2 separate regions of the Mus musculus genome follow, and region 2 is linked to region 1. The links are chromatin contacts, called in public HiChIP or PLAC-seq maps. All regions are on one chromosome and are shown on one strand. The core of a region is the stretch at or near the end of the contact, and the rest is flanking DNA. Distances in the headings are between cores, read along the strand shown. Region 1 has its middle 52 kb from the start of Gm42354. Region 2 overlaps Gm13067 (a long non-coding RNA gene).

What was found. HiChIP or PLAC-seq counts read pairs in DNA pulled down with a chosen protein or histone mark.
Region 2: a contact with region 1 is called in an H3K27ac HiChIP or PLAC-seq map of microglia, with 5 times the contacts expected there. The contact joins two enhancer-like sites. A contact is called at or near these places in 7 of 115 datasets of contacts at active chromatin or transcription factors (embryonic stem cells, large pre-B cells, microglia and 1 more).

The regions. Positions count from the first base shown.
Region 1 is chr4:149,839,759-149,846,598 of GRCm38.p6, forward strand. No RefSeq gene overlaps it. Among named protein-coding and RNA genes, the nearest start is that of Gm42354, 52 kb to the left of the region's middle. Within about 2 kb of position 1,328, at least 62 of the 459 cell types and tissues checked have an H3K27ac peak or open chromatin away from gene starts, as enhancers often do. A contact at or near this core is called in microglia, where this site is marked.
Region 2 is chr4:150,057,996-150,064,692 of GRCm38.p6, forward strand. Gm13067 (a long non-coding RNA gene) reads left to right here. Exons shown (of 7, transcript XR_390962.2): 7 at 1-722. Among named protein-coding and RNA genes, the nearest start is that of Mir34a, 7.1 kb to the right of the region's middle. Within about 2 kb of position 2,761, at least 160 of the 459 cell types and tissues checked have an H3K27ac peak or open chromatin away from gene starts, as enhancers often do. A contact at or near this core is called in microglia, where this site is marked.

The sequences.
Region 1 (6,840 bases), core at 78-2,577:
TGGGTGTGTGGGAAGTGTCAGTGTGCGTGTGTGCATGTTTGGGTGTGTGGGAAGTGTCAGTGTGTGTGTGTGCATGTTTGGGTGTGTGGAAAGTGTCAGTGTGTGTGTGTGTGTGTGTGTGCGCATGTTTGGGTGTGTGGGAAGTGTCAGTGTGTGTGTGTGTGTATGTGTGTATGTGCGTGTGTGTGCATGTTTGGGTGTGTGGGAAGTGTCAGTGTGTGTGTGTATGTGTGTGTGTGTGTGTGTGTGCATGTTTGGGTGTGTGGGAAGTGTCAGTGTGTGTGTGTGTGTGTGCATGTTTGGGTGTGTGGGAAGTGTCAGTGTGTGTGTGTGTGTGTGTGTGTGTGTGTGTGTGTGTGTGTGCATGTTTGGGTGTGTGGGAAGTGTCAGTGTGTGTGTTGCAGAGCGGAAGGTTCTGGATTGGATATCACCTGCAGTACAGAGTTTACTCCCCCCCCCCCCCCCAGAACTCTATCTTGGGAGAATCTACATACTTGGCCCTTGACCTTTTACCTCAACCCTGACCCTTATTCCAGCTCTAATCCTCATTTTAGTCCTGTGTGTGTGTGTGTGTGTGTGTGTGTGTTTGTAAGTGTATGTATGTATGTACATGTGTGTGAGCCTGTGTGGTTTCCAACTCTCTGCTAGGCAGCTGGCGTAGCTGCACCATCTTTGCATGTAGATGATGCTACCAGAAGAGGTATCCAACCTCTATGATCCCCAGGAGGGGATGGGTAGGTCTGTGGGTGGACCCACAAATCTCCATTCTATCTGACCTTCTCACATGAATCCTGAAAAGCCAGGTAAACTTTGGCTGGCCCTGGGGTCGCCCCATTATCCCCCTCCCTCCTGATACCCGCCGCCATCACTCTCCAGGAATAGCTGCATCCCTTATGTTGACTCTTGGGTTCTTGCTCCCTAGGACTGGATGGATGTTCACTCATGGTTTCCACGACACTGTTCCTCCTGGCCACTGTAAGGAACAAGGCCTTATGCTCCTGGCCCCAGGGCCCACTCAGCACCTGGCATTCGGGGCCACCAGCTGAACCAACTGTCTGGGCCGTGAGGGTGGGAAATGCTGTTGCTGCAGGATTTGAAGCCCCCTCCCCAGAGAGGGCAGCATTGAGTGGCAGACCTCTTTGGGCTCATTTTCCTACAGTTCCTAGTAGAGATCGCTCCCTTTTCCCATATCAGAAAACAGCTGTTCTGCTGGCTCCCCCGGCATGTGCCAGCACTATAAATACCCCCCAGCCTTGGCACAGGGACCTGGGGAACTTGGGAAGTTAGAGCCCTGGGCTGTGCGGGCAGTGGGAGGGAGAAGCATTGCCCAACTTCCCCCCTCTCAGCCTCCAGGCACAGGCTGGCCCTGCTTCCCACGGGCTAGGAAACCCCCGCAGTCCTCCTAGGAATCTGGCAGAGACAGCTTCAGCAGCCCTGGTGGTGTTTAACACACTGTCTAGTGCGGTCCAGTCAGCTCCCACTGTTGGAGACAGTGAGGCTCAGTGGGAGCCAAGGCACTGGTTCCAGCTGGATTCTTATAGGGGGGAGTGTGAACAGGAAGGAGTAGCTTTTGTTCATGATAGGATTGGCTTTATTTAGGCTTGATTTTTTTTTTTTTTGATGAGTTCTTATATAACCCAGGCTAGCCCTTGAACTAACCCTTGTCTGAGCAAGGCCCTCCTGCCCTGTTGGAGCAGGTGTGTCATTGTGGGTGTGGGCTATAAGACCCTCATTCTAACCTGGAAGTCAGTCTTCTGCTAGCAGCCTTCAGATGAAGATAGAGAGCTCTCAGCTCCTCCTGTACCATGCCTGCCTGGATGCTGCCATGCTCCTGCCTTGATGATAATGGACTGAGCCTCTGAACCTGTAAGCCAGCCCCAATTAAATGTCCTTATACGGGTTGCCTCGGTCATGATGTCTGTTCACAGCAGTAAACTAAGACATGGATCTGGAACTTTCTGTGTAGCCCAGGCGGGTCTCAAACTTGTACCACTCCTTCCTGCTTCAGTTTCTTCCCCAGGAGCAGGAGAGAGGGGAGATGGCTCAGTGGGTAGACGCTCTTGCCTTGCAAGCCTGAGCACCTGGGCTTGATCTGTGTAACAATGAACTAATGACCTCAAGCTGCCCTCTGAACCCCATGTCATAACATTGTCCCCCTAACAATAACAAACAAAGAAAGAACACAAATAACATAAAGAGGAGAGAGGAGGGAGGGAGGCCTCCTTCAGGGCACCCTTTGCTTAGCTTGCCAGTGTAAGCTGAGCTCACCTGTACCTCAGCTGCCTGCTAAGATACCCTGCTCTGCTGTTCTTATGGACTACGTGAGTCAGGCGCCCTCTGGTGCCATGGTTTGCTTACTGCAGCCTGAGAGGGCGATAGCTCAGCAAGCAGATAAAGGTCCAGCCTGACAACCCTAGTTCAGTTTCCGGAACTCATGTGCTGGAAGAAGAAAACTGAGCCCTGCAAGTTGTCTTCTGACCTCCACATGTGCACGGCGGCTTGTGTGTACCCACACACATATGCAAACACTTACACATATAATAAATTAAAAATTCCATTTAGAAGTTATTCTATTTAAGCCAGATTTGCTTTTATTCTATTACAGCCTTTATTATAATACAATTTATTCATAAATTGTGAAACTCACTAAGAATCTAAGTTCTTGGATTTTTTTTTCTTCTTCTTACTTTAAGATCACCAGCCCCCTGCTATTCTTGGGATGCTTTCCCTTGTTAACAAACTAAAAAAAAAAAAAAAAAAAAAAAAGAAAAGAAAATCACTACATCTAGATAATTAGTCACTACTATAGCAAAATCAGAGGTTTAGCCATGGAAATATGAAGAGAAAGTCAGGTGTGAGTGTGCAGCCAGGTGTGATGGTGCATGCCTTTGAACTCAGAACTTGGGAGGCAGAGTTGAGCAGATCTTTATGATTTCAGGGTCCCTGTGGTCCATATGATCTAAGTCTAGGTTGGCCAAGGCTACATAGTGAGTCTCTGTCTCAAAAAGAGAAGGAGGAAGTAAAGAAAAGAAAAGAAAAGAAAAGAGAAGAGAAGAAAAAAGAAAAGAGAAGAGAAGAGAAGAGAAGAGAAGAGAAGAGAAGAGAAGAGAAGAGAAGAGAAGAGAAGAGAAGAAAGGAGACACACATCGCTGTGGAAGAAGTCTGTCTAATTCTGATTCCAACGTTCTGGAAAAGACACAACTGTGGAAACAGGAAACAGATCCCGAGTGGCCTGGGGTTGGGATGCAGCCTCGGCTTACACAATTTATTGGTCACTGAAACTCCCTTGTAGGATACAATGAAGCAGAAGTATACTTGTGGATTGTGAAACTCTGACAATGAACCCTAATGTGATATACACACTTGGGGCAATAACAGTGCGGTCACGTGGTTTCATGGGCACGGGATGTCCCAGTGGGTTCAGGATGTTTATGGCCCAGGAGCTCATGTGCAGGGTGGGTAATCTCAACTCCCTACTGTCTGCACATTTGACTGTGACCCTGAAACTGCTCTAGATGGCAAGGCTAGTTGAGGGGGTCCTTCCCTAGGGTGCATGAAGCCCTAGGCTCCACCCCAACACCTCTAGGCTCCACCCCCAGCACCACTAGGCTCCACCCCCAGCACCACTTCCACCCAGTGCAGTGGGGTGGTACATGCCTGTAACCCCAGCACTCAAGACAGAGAGGAAGGAGATTCAGAAGTTCAGGGTCACCTTCAGCTATATATCAAATTAGAGGTCAGCCTGGGATACATGAGACCCCTCGCCCTCAGAAAGTAAACTTGGCTAAGTGTGTTCCTATATAGATGTGTAAAGAGGGCTGGGTACATTTTCTTAGAAAAGTCTTTGCCATTTTGTCTCCAAGGTCTGCCAACAAACTTCCTCAGTGTTTGAAGGAGATATGTGGCAGCAGAAGGTATTTTCTTATAAGGACACCGTTTTTTGTTTTTTGTTTTTTGTTTTTTGTTTTTTGTTTTGTTTTTTTTTACTTCTTCCCCATCTCTGGCTCCAAATCTGTGGGCAGAGGAGGAGGGCTCCCCTTTCCTCCCACCGGCAGAGAACCGGCCCAGGTCAGCAGAGCACACCGATCCTTAGACACAGGGAGTGTTATTTAGTCTAGAAACTCACAAAGGAAATATCTGTTTGCACGTGAAAAATCTCTGGAATGTCTCTGCTCCCCTCAGTCCAAGGGCCCCGTCTCTGCAAGACCACCGCGAAGAGCCCGGCACAAACCCCACAGTCATGGCCTTGCTCTGGTCTGAGATCCGCTGCCAGTCCAGGCACCTGGCTCTACTGTGCCATTCAGAGTCAGAGTTGTTCTTTCCAGTCGCCTAGGGTGAGAGGGTAGACAGAGGGGAGGGGAGGGGAGGGGAGGGGAGGGGAGGGGAGGGGAGGGGAGGGGAGGGGAGGCTCTGAGGTTGGGAGAGATTGCTAGAGGAATGAGGGATCTTGGGATGTTAAGCCAGAGTCCTTCAGTGCTTCCCTGCTCTGACTCTAGTTCAGGCTTTAGACTCCTTTTCTCTGTCATGTCTCTCTTCCTCTCTCTTCTTTTCTTCCTCCCCTTCTCTTCTTCTGTAGCCACCCAGGATGAGCCTCCTGCTTCCACTTTTTGGGTGCTTGGATTATAAGCCAGTGGCACCATGTATACAACACCTGCCGGCAGCGGCTAACTGATCTCTGAAAGTTTCCTTCCTGTGTCCTCCTTGTCCTCCTCCTCCTCCTCCTCCTCCTCCTCCTCCTCCTCCTCCTCTTCTTTTAGTATACTTATTTAGTGGTTGTGGTGGTGGTGCTGGTGCTGGTGCTGGTGGTGTGTGTAGAGGTCAGAGGACAACTTATGGGATTCAGTTCTCTCCTACCAGGTGGATTCGGGGAATTGAACTTGGGTCTCCAGGTTTGATGGTGAAAGCCTTTATTTGTAGAAGCATTTTGGGGTTTCCTTCCTTTCTCAAGACCTGATTCTCCAAAGGCCTCTGAGGTTTATACATGTGGGTTTATTAATATAGGCATGCTGGATCCAAAGTACTGGGTGAGGGGGTAAAGTAGATAGTTTTCTCTCTAGTGTGACAATAGCAATTTTCTTCATCCAGTCTTCTGGCCCCTCTGTCCCAAGCAAGCCCCAGCACCCTTTGTAGGGTCATCTAGTCTCTACCTGTGACCAGTTTCAGCAATAGACAAATGACTGTGATCTTGATATGTACACACACACACACACACACACACACACACACACACACACACATCTGTCTTCCTTTCCAGTCAGCATGCAGAGGGAAGCACCCTGGACATAGAACTGGTGCTGGAAAAGAAGTCCAAGGTCCAGAGCACTCAGCGGAACACAAGAAGTGTTCCCGAACCAGGTATGAAGACTTTAAATAGATGTCAGCTTACAGTGCACTTAGAATAACAACAGCTGGCACGGGGAGGACTGGCCTTTTTCGGAAGGCTCACATTTAACTTCCAGACAATCCCAGGCCGACTCAACATCACATGAGCTCACCGAGGCAAGCACAGCCTCGTGGCCCATTCTGTCCACGAATCTCAAATTTCGAATTTCAAGAGTTGATTTCCTAAGGTCTATGCTAAACGTCTCACATTCCAACACACACACACACACACACACACACACACACACACACTCACACACACATAGACACGTATATACACAGAGACACTCACACACAGTCAAACACATACACAGAGGCGCGCGCGCGCGCACACACACACAAACACCACTGTTTTTTTCAAAATGTAGTCTTACTTGGGAATGTTATGACATCAAGCCCTTAAAAATGTAGACAGTTTGGTTTCAAAAGACTTGATGGGGCAAATCTCAAATCTCAGACCTCTTTTTTTTTTTTTCTTTTGCAACAAGTCTTTGCTTCAAGTCCATTTCTGCAATCAGGCGGGGCAGAGGCTTAGTGGGTGGGGCTAAGGTCACAAAACCAAGATGTCTAGTGTTGGCCCTGCGGCCACTCAGATCTGGAAATATTCTCCCTTCAAAACAGAAATCAAGAGGTTACTTTGGGGTCACTCAAAACTCTTAAAAGACTTTTTCAAACGAAAATTAGTTCAGATCTGCTGGGAGAACCCTGCGCACGTCTGTGGGTTAGAGTCTTGGAGGACCCGGGCTACTTTATGAACTTCAGCAGGGCCATGTACATTGCCAAAGGCAGGAGGCTTTAGCCATGAGATTGAAGAGAGCAAAGGTACAAACTTTGCCCAGGGCTTGCTAGAGTTTGGAGCAAATCCCCCCAAAATCATGCATTGGAAATTTGATCTTTGATGCAGAAGTGTCTTAGGGTGAGATACTCTTAAGTTTGTTTCTTTGTTTGAGACATGTTCTTCCTATGTAGCCCAAGATGACTTAAAACACACAATCCTCCTGCCTCAGCCTCCTGAGTTCTGAGTGTTTAAGCCTTTTAAGAGTGTTAGGTCCTGAGTGCCCCACCCTCATGGAGGGATTACTGTTGTCACTGGGAGAATGGGGTCTTTTTAAAAAGGAATGGGAAGGAATATGGAGCCAGGCGTGGTGGCACACACCGTAAATCATCCCGGCACTCAGAAAGCAGATGTCTACCAGCCAGGACTACAAAGAGAACCTACCAAAAGGAAAAAAAAAAAAGAAAAAAAAGAAAAGAAAAAAGACAAGCCGGGCCTCTGTTTCCATCTGTCCACGACTATTTATTTAGATAAGGTCTTATGTATCCCAGGCTGTCTCAAACTTACTGTGTTGCTAAGTCAATTTCTGATCTTTTGCCTCTACACTTTGAGACTGGGGTTCCATCTTGGGCTTCAAGCAACATTAGGCAAGCTACGGTACCAACTGAGCCTCGGCCCCAGCC
Region 2 (6,697 bases), core at 1,511-4,010, 220 kb after region 1:
GGAACTTCAGAGTTCAACTGCCAGGGCTTGGTGGAGATCTGGGCCTTCCCCAGTCAGATCTCCTCCTGCTGGAAGTTCTTGATTTGAGGGTCAGGCAGTGGTGGCAACCACTTGGTGGTGAGGACGTAGAGATGTGAGTGAGTAGCTAGTCCCCGCTCTCTTGGGTCTCCTTCTGTGGAGTATAGGCTTATTCTCCTGCAGTTAGGCCTGAGCTTAGCTAGAGATGAGTGCCTCTCTGCTCTAGGCACTGCCTCTCATCCCTTTTGTCCATTGGTGCCCTCAGTTCCATTTAGGGGCCGTTTTCTGGGACCCGATGACCGGGATCAACGATGCATGTTTTCTCAGCCAAACACCTGTGGGGAGTTTCCTAAGCAGGTGGAGCCCTATTTATTCCCAGGATGGGGGAACAGCTACCCAATAGCCTTCTCTTGTTATTCTATTTTATTTTAATGTGTGTAGCTGTGGGTGTTTTGCCTACACGTATGTCTGTGCGCCCATCAGCATGCAGAGTCCACGGAGTCCAGAGAAGGCATCAGATCCACCGCATCTAGAGTTACAGACAGTTGTGAGTCACCAGCTGAATGCTGGAAGTCAAACCCAGGTTCTCTGGGAGAGCTTCCAGTGCCCTTAACCACTGAGCCATCTCTCCAGCCTCTCCTCATCGGTTGTCTTTGCCACCCTCTGATGCCTTGTTATAGAATTATAACATAATTATAATATAATTATAGAATAAATAACATAACTAGTTAAAAAATGTCAGCAGAGGCTGGGGGGGTGTAGTTTAGTTGGCAGAGTGTTTGCCTGGCATGTACAGACCCCAAGTTTGATTCCCAGCACTTGGAAAAACTGGGCATGATGGTGCACACTTGTAATCCCGGAGGGTGGGGCCAGGAGAATAAGTTCAAGGTCATTCTCAGCTATTCAGTAAATTAGAGTTCAAGGCCAGCCTAGGCTACATGAGACAGCAAAACAAAAGCCAAATAATTCATTTATAAATGAAGGTTTTGGGCTGTCCGTCTACTCCAGGTCCCAAGACAGACTGCTGTTGTCTTTACCCAGTTCTGTGCTTTGAGATTCTCTAGGCTGGTATAACCCTCAGCACTGGTGTCTCCTGCTATCCTTGCCATAGATTGCCCCTGCAGGTCCTGGTGAGTGCGCACAACTCTCTGTTTTCCCACACACTGTCTCTGGGAAAGCAGACATAGCCTCCTGCCCTTGACAGGGTAGCCACTGTGCAGCTCAGAAGTGCAGAAAGCTTGAGGGAATGAGGTGAACTGAGCAGGCCTTTTCATCAAGACAAAGAATTTAAGTTCTTCTTGTCACCTGGGAAGTACCTGGCAGCTGTGGGGTCACTAGTGTGGTGGTGGGAACCAGCTGTGATGGTGGATGTTGGTGAGAACCAGCTGTGGGGTCACTAGTGTGATGGTGGATGTTGGTGGGAACCAGCTGTGGGGTCACTAGTGTGATGGTGGATGTTGGTGGGAACCAGCTGTGGGGTCACTAGTGTGATGGTGGATGTTGGTGGGAACCAGCTGTGGGGTCACTAGTGTGATGGTGGATGTTGGTGAGAACCAGCTGTGGGGTCACTAGTGTGGTGGTGGTGGGAACCAGCTGATGTCACTAGTGAGACCCATGGGATGCTTGGAACTAGGTGGCAAGAGGAAAGTTGGCCTGGCAGATCACCCCAGGCTGGGGTCTGTTTCCTTGCAGAGACAAGGAGCCCACAGGCTTGCCCTTGCTACAGGGAGGAGCTCTTACAAGCAAGGACCCTCAGAACTGAGGGTCACCTGAGTCACTGTCGGTGAATTCCACAGAAGGAAAGGGGCTTTCAGAGGGTGGGGGCAGCTTCTCCACCACAGGGCTATTAACATTTAGATCAAAGTCCTTGTTTGGGGGGACTGTCCCGTGAGCTAGAATGCCCAGCATTTCCAGCCCCCGCCCAGGGCAGCAAACACATATGTTTTCAGACATTGCCAGAGCCCCTTGGGAGGCAAACCGTCTTCCGCAGCAGTTCTGGTCAGAGGCTTCAGCGGAGGGCTTTCTGGGACCACAGCTCAGTGCCTGAAGCGGCCACTGGCTTGGTACCGCTTCCTTTGTTCCTTCCTGAGAAGCTGAGCTCATTGGCTTGGTGGGGTGTTTTCATTGACTCACCAGCTGTAACCACAAGTGGCCTTCCTACTTGGGGGGATCCCAGATGACTTTATCATGGGAGTTGGTATGTAAATACATAATTCTTCTTTTTCTAAATTGAAGCTAGTAGACACCCCTCACTACACACACACACACACACACACACACACACACACACACACTTTAGCCTAGCCTGGTAAGTGCTTTCTTAGCCCATTACGAGCCTGCAGCACTGCACCTTGCCCTGAGGTTTTCTGCAGCCAGCCAGCGTCTTGCTGGTTTGGGCTCCAGCCCCAGGGTCTGGTGGATGATGTAAGAGCCAGGGAAGTTGGTTGTGTTTGTGGGATTTTTTTTTTTAGGCCTTCTATCCAAGGCCTGGTGTGGGGGAAAGACAGAAGCCCGACTATGTGAACAGAGGGGTCAGAATCCTAGGTGGACTACTGGAGCCTGCCCAGGGTACTGACCCCGTGTGGAGGACCGGCTCCTGGAACGAGGCCTGGCGTGTCAGTCGGTTCCTCTTGGGGTAGCTGAGCGAAGGTGCTGGCTTTGAGTTGAGGCTTCATAAAGTGTTCCTCGCAGACAGGCACACCCTGCGTGAGGCCCGAGACCTGCCGGGCCACTCCCAGCCGCGGGCAGCTGCCTCCTGTTGCTGTGTGAATTCCATCAGGGCGACTCTCTGCTCCTTCCTCTGCCTCTCTACTACCTTAGGAAATCTGGGGTCTGTTTTTCCGGTTTGAGTCTTACAGTTGGGAACCCACCCTGCATCTATTGGGAAACTCTCTGTGTGTCTCCAGCTTCCCCATTGGGCTCTCACTGGGTCTCTTCTGCTGTGACTCTCCAAGACTCCCCTTCTTTGGACAGCTCAGAAGCACATGGTCCGAACCCAAGGGTCAGACATCCATCCGGCTTCGTTGTAAACACTGTGTCTGTGACCTTCTACCCAGACGGGGCTGTGTGTGTAGACGCTACCCCCGTGCCAGGCACGGGGTCAAAGGGAAGAGAAGCGAAATCTGCCTGCTCAGGCCTCTTGATCCTGGGTAACAGGGAAATTGCCAATGATGCTCGCAGCCCAGAGCCCCTGTCCCCCACCCCAGCTATGCCAATCAGCACCTCGGTGAGTCCAGCAAACCAAGCCATCCCCTAACAAACCAGCAGCACCCAAGAACTCAGGGATTCTTTTTGAAGTTTAGGAGCAAGAGGGACAGATGGGCCCTGTGTGCTCACAGCAGAGCTTAGGGAAGAGGCCCGGCACAGCCTCTGGGCTCCTAAAGGCCACTGCCCATGCCTTTCCACGTCTCTGGACAGCTCTAGGTTCTGTGGATTCCAGTGTCTGTGGTAGACGGAGCCAGCCCATGGATGGACAGTGGAACTGCTTCCTCCAAAGAGCTTGCCCACAGAGATAGAACAGCCCTAAGATATGGCCGTGGCCAGGCTAACTTCCAGACCAGGCCCCACCCAGCCTCACCCGCATGACTGACTATACAGGCTAGCGTGCTCAGGTGTGGGACTGGGGATTTTCCTCCCTCTCCCCTCTTCCCCTCTCCTCTTTGTTCTTCCTTTACTCCCTCTGGCTTTTGGGTCAGCATCCAGATGACTCAGGGAGACGACTCAGTGCCTGCTTCCCTGGGCAAAGGAACAGCGGCGGCGGGGAGGGACAAGGGACAGGTGAGTGCACACCTCTGCAGGGGCCCAGGTAGGTGCTGGCAGCTAGCCCAGCTCCTAGCAGCTGTGCCCGCCTGAGGGGGCAGTGAGCTGAGCAGGTCAGACAGGTGGAGCCAGCCGGCCTGGCTACCCATCCCCAGCCACTCGGGGCCTCCCTTGGTTTACTGAGAAGTGAACCACCCTTTTCTTTCTCCCACTGCCTTAGTTGCCTGGCGCCCTTAGGGACCGTTTCCAACATTGGACAAGGACATTGGGAGTGGAGAACGGATTGCCAGTTGGCCTTGGAGAAGCACGTGTGGTTTTCAGGCCCTTGGCTCTGAGAGGCAGATCTCTCTCACAAGGAGCCCAAATGGTTTGTGGCAAATTGAGGAGACAGGTCTAGAAACCTTAGGGAGATCTGCCACTGGAAGAGATCTCTGGAAGAGAAGCTTTATCGGGTAATGTGAGCTTTTCCTTCCTGGGGGTGGGGGTGGGGGCTGCCTCTGCTCAGTGACAGCACCTGGCTTTATTGGGGTGACCCTCTTTGTTCAGGGTTGGAAGGGCAAGACTTCCTTAAATACAACTGTAAATTACGGACACTTACTGGGAGCGGGCTCTCCTCTCCTCGCTGAAGGTGGGGCCTCAGCCAATCTCTGTTTTTCCAGTCTCTGGGGAACTCCTGTCTGAGGAGGGAGGGCAGCGAGGAGGTGGTTGTTTCAGCAGAGAACTAGCTCATGGTGCCTCCCCTGAAACCAGATGGCTCTGTCTACCTGGACACACTGGGGCTGCGTTAGCTATCTCCTCTTGGTGGGCCACGCCCTCTTTGTCAGTCTCACGGAGCATCTCCATCCACAGGCCAAGTTGCCAGAGCGACCGCCTCCTGGTGACGCGCAGCCCTGGGAGCAGAGGTTGGTTTGTTGTTGTTTGGTGAGTTTGGGGTTGTTTTGTTCGTTCCTGTGTTTGTTCTGTTGAGGATAGGGTCCTGTTTTGTAGCTCAGGCTGTTTTGGAACTCACCTGGTAGCTTAGGCTAGCCTTGAACTTGTGACAGCCTTCCTGCCTCAGTCTCCCAAGAGCTGGAATTAGAGGTGTGTGCACAATGTGCCACCTAGAGCAGAGATGATCAAAGCGTACCTCGCATGATCATGCTGCATATAGGGACAGCCGTGATTTTTCCCCACCCTGCTAAATGAGGACTTCGTGACAAAGCTTTGCTGGCTGCGTGGTCTTGTTTGGTTTTGATTATTTATTTATTTATTTATTTATGAGATTGGATTTAAGCTGGTTGACTCTCCTGCTGTAGCCTCCCAAATAGCTGAATGGCAAGTCGGCAGGTAGGTAGACACCGTTGTGCTTGGCTTAAACTCATCTCTTTCTCTACCCTCTACCCCACCAAACCTAAGGCCTCAGGCATGCTAGCTCAACCACTGACCTACACTTTCAAAAAGCAAGAAGCCCAGAAATAGGGCAACTTTGTGATGACTCCTTAAGACTTCATCTCCTGGTTCTCTCTGCTCTCTCTATACATTGGTGGAAATCTTTCTCCAAAGTCCAAAGACTTTTCCGTGCATCTCATTGGCTAGAATTACATGTCATGCCTAGCCCCCAGCCTGTCAGTGTGGAGGGAAGGTGTCACCAACAGTTTTGGGACTAGTGTGAGCGCAGGTACCAAGTGGTTGTGAACTGATTGATGTCAGAGCTGGGAATTGAACTTGGGTCCTCTAGAAGAACAGCAAACGCTCTTAACTGCCGGACCCTCAAGGTTTTACCTTTTAGGTTTTTTTTTACAAGGATTAGTGTACAAGGTGATGTCTCTCTCCTCTTTGTGTCTTCATACCTGTGTGTCTACTTTGTTCTCAGCTTCCCCCCAAACCCCCCTTCTCTCAGCTTTTCCTTCCTCCTTCTGCTTCTTATATCATGAGCTCCACGGCTACCTCTATTCCTCCCTTAAGATTTCTTTCTCGCCTCTTATAAGCCCCTATCCTAGCGTCATGGACCCTGCCCCCCACAGAGACATGCTTTTTTTTTTTCCCTCGAGACAGGGTTTCTCTGTATAGCCCCAGCTGTCCTGGAACTCACTTTGTAGACCAGGCTGGCCTCGAACTCAGAAATCCGCCTGCCTCTGCCTCCCGAGTGCTGGGATTAAAGGTGTGCACCACCACACCCAGCTCGAGACATGCATTTTAAACGCAGGTTCTACATGTAAAATACACGCAGTACTTGTCTGAGTCTGACATGCGGTTAGTTGGAGTCTGGCTAATTTTGCTTGACATCATGACTTCCATTTTCTGCCATTGTCCTGAGTTCATTTTTCTTGGTGGCTATATAAGATTCCATCCTGTCAAACCAAATACGGTAGTGGGAGCCTCTAATCCTAGCACTAGGCAGGAGGATCTCTGTGAGTTCTACATTAGTGAGTTCCAGGACAGCCAGGACTACATAGTGAGACCCTGTGTCATATATATATACATACATATATATATAATGTATACATACCACATTTTCTTATTCCCTTATCCAGGAGGATCTATGCTGGTTCCACCTGTCTGGGTTTTGTGAATAGGGCAGGAAGGACCATGGATGTGCAAATGTCTCTATGACAGGGTAGAAAGTCCTTAGAGTAATACCCTTGGGGTATGTATCTGCGTCATATGGTGCCTCTATTTTTAGTTTTTTGAGGAACCTCCAGACTGATTTCCATAGTGTCAGCTCCCGTTTCATAAGATACTTTTAACGCAAAGGCAGCCTCAAGCAGCAGGAACTATTCTTAATCCTTCACTGCCCAGAGAGTCCGTTCCTTCCAGTGAGTGCCCTCTCTCTCTTGCTCTGCCATTCCCTCCTCCCTCCCTTCCTTTCCCACAGCAGTGTTTTTCCTTTGATTAACCATTCGCTGTTGGCTGCCTAGTACCTCATCTGACCCAGCAAAGA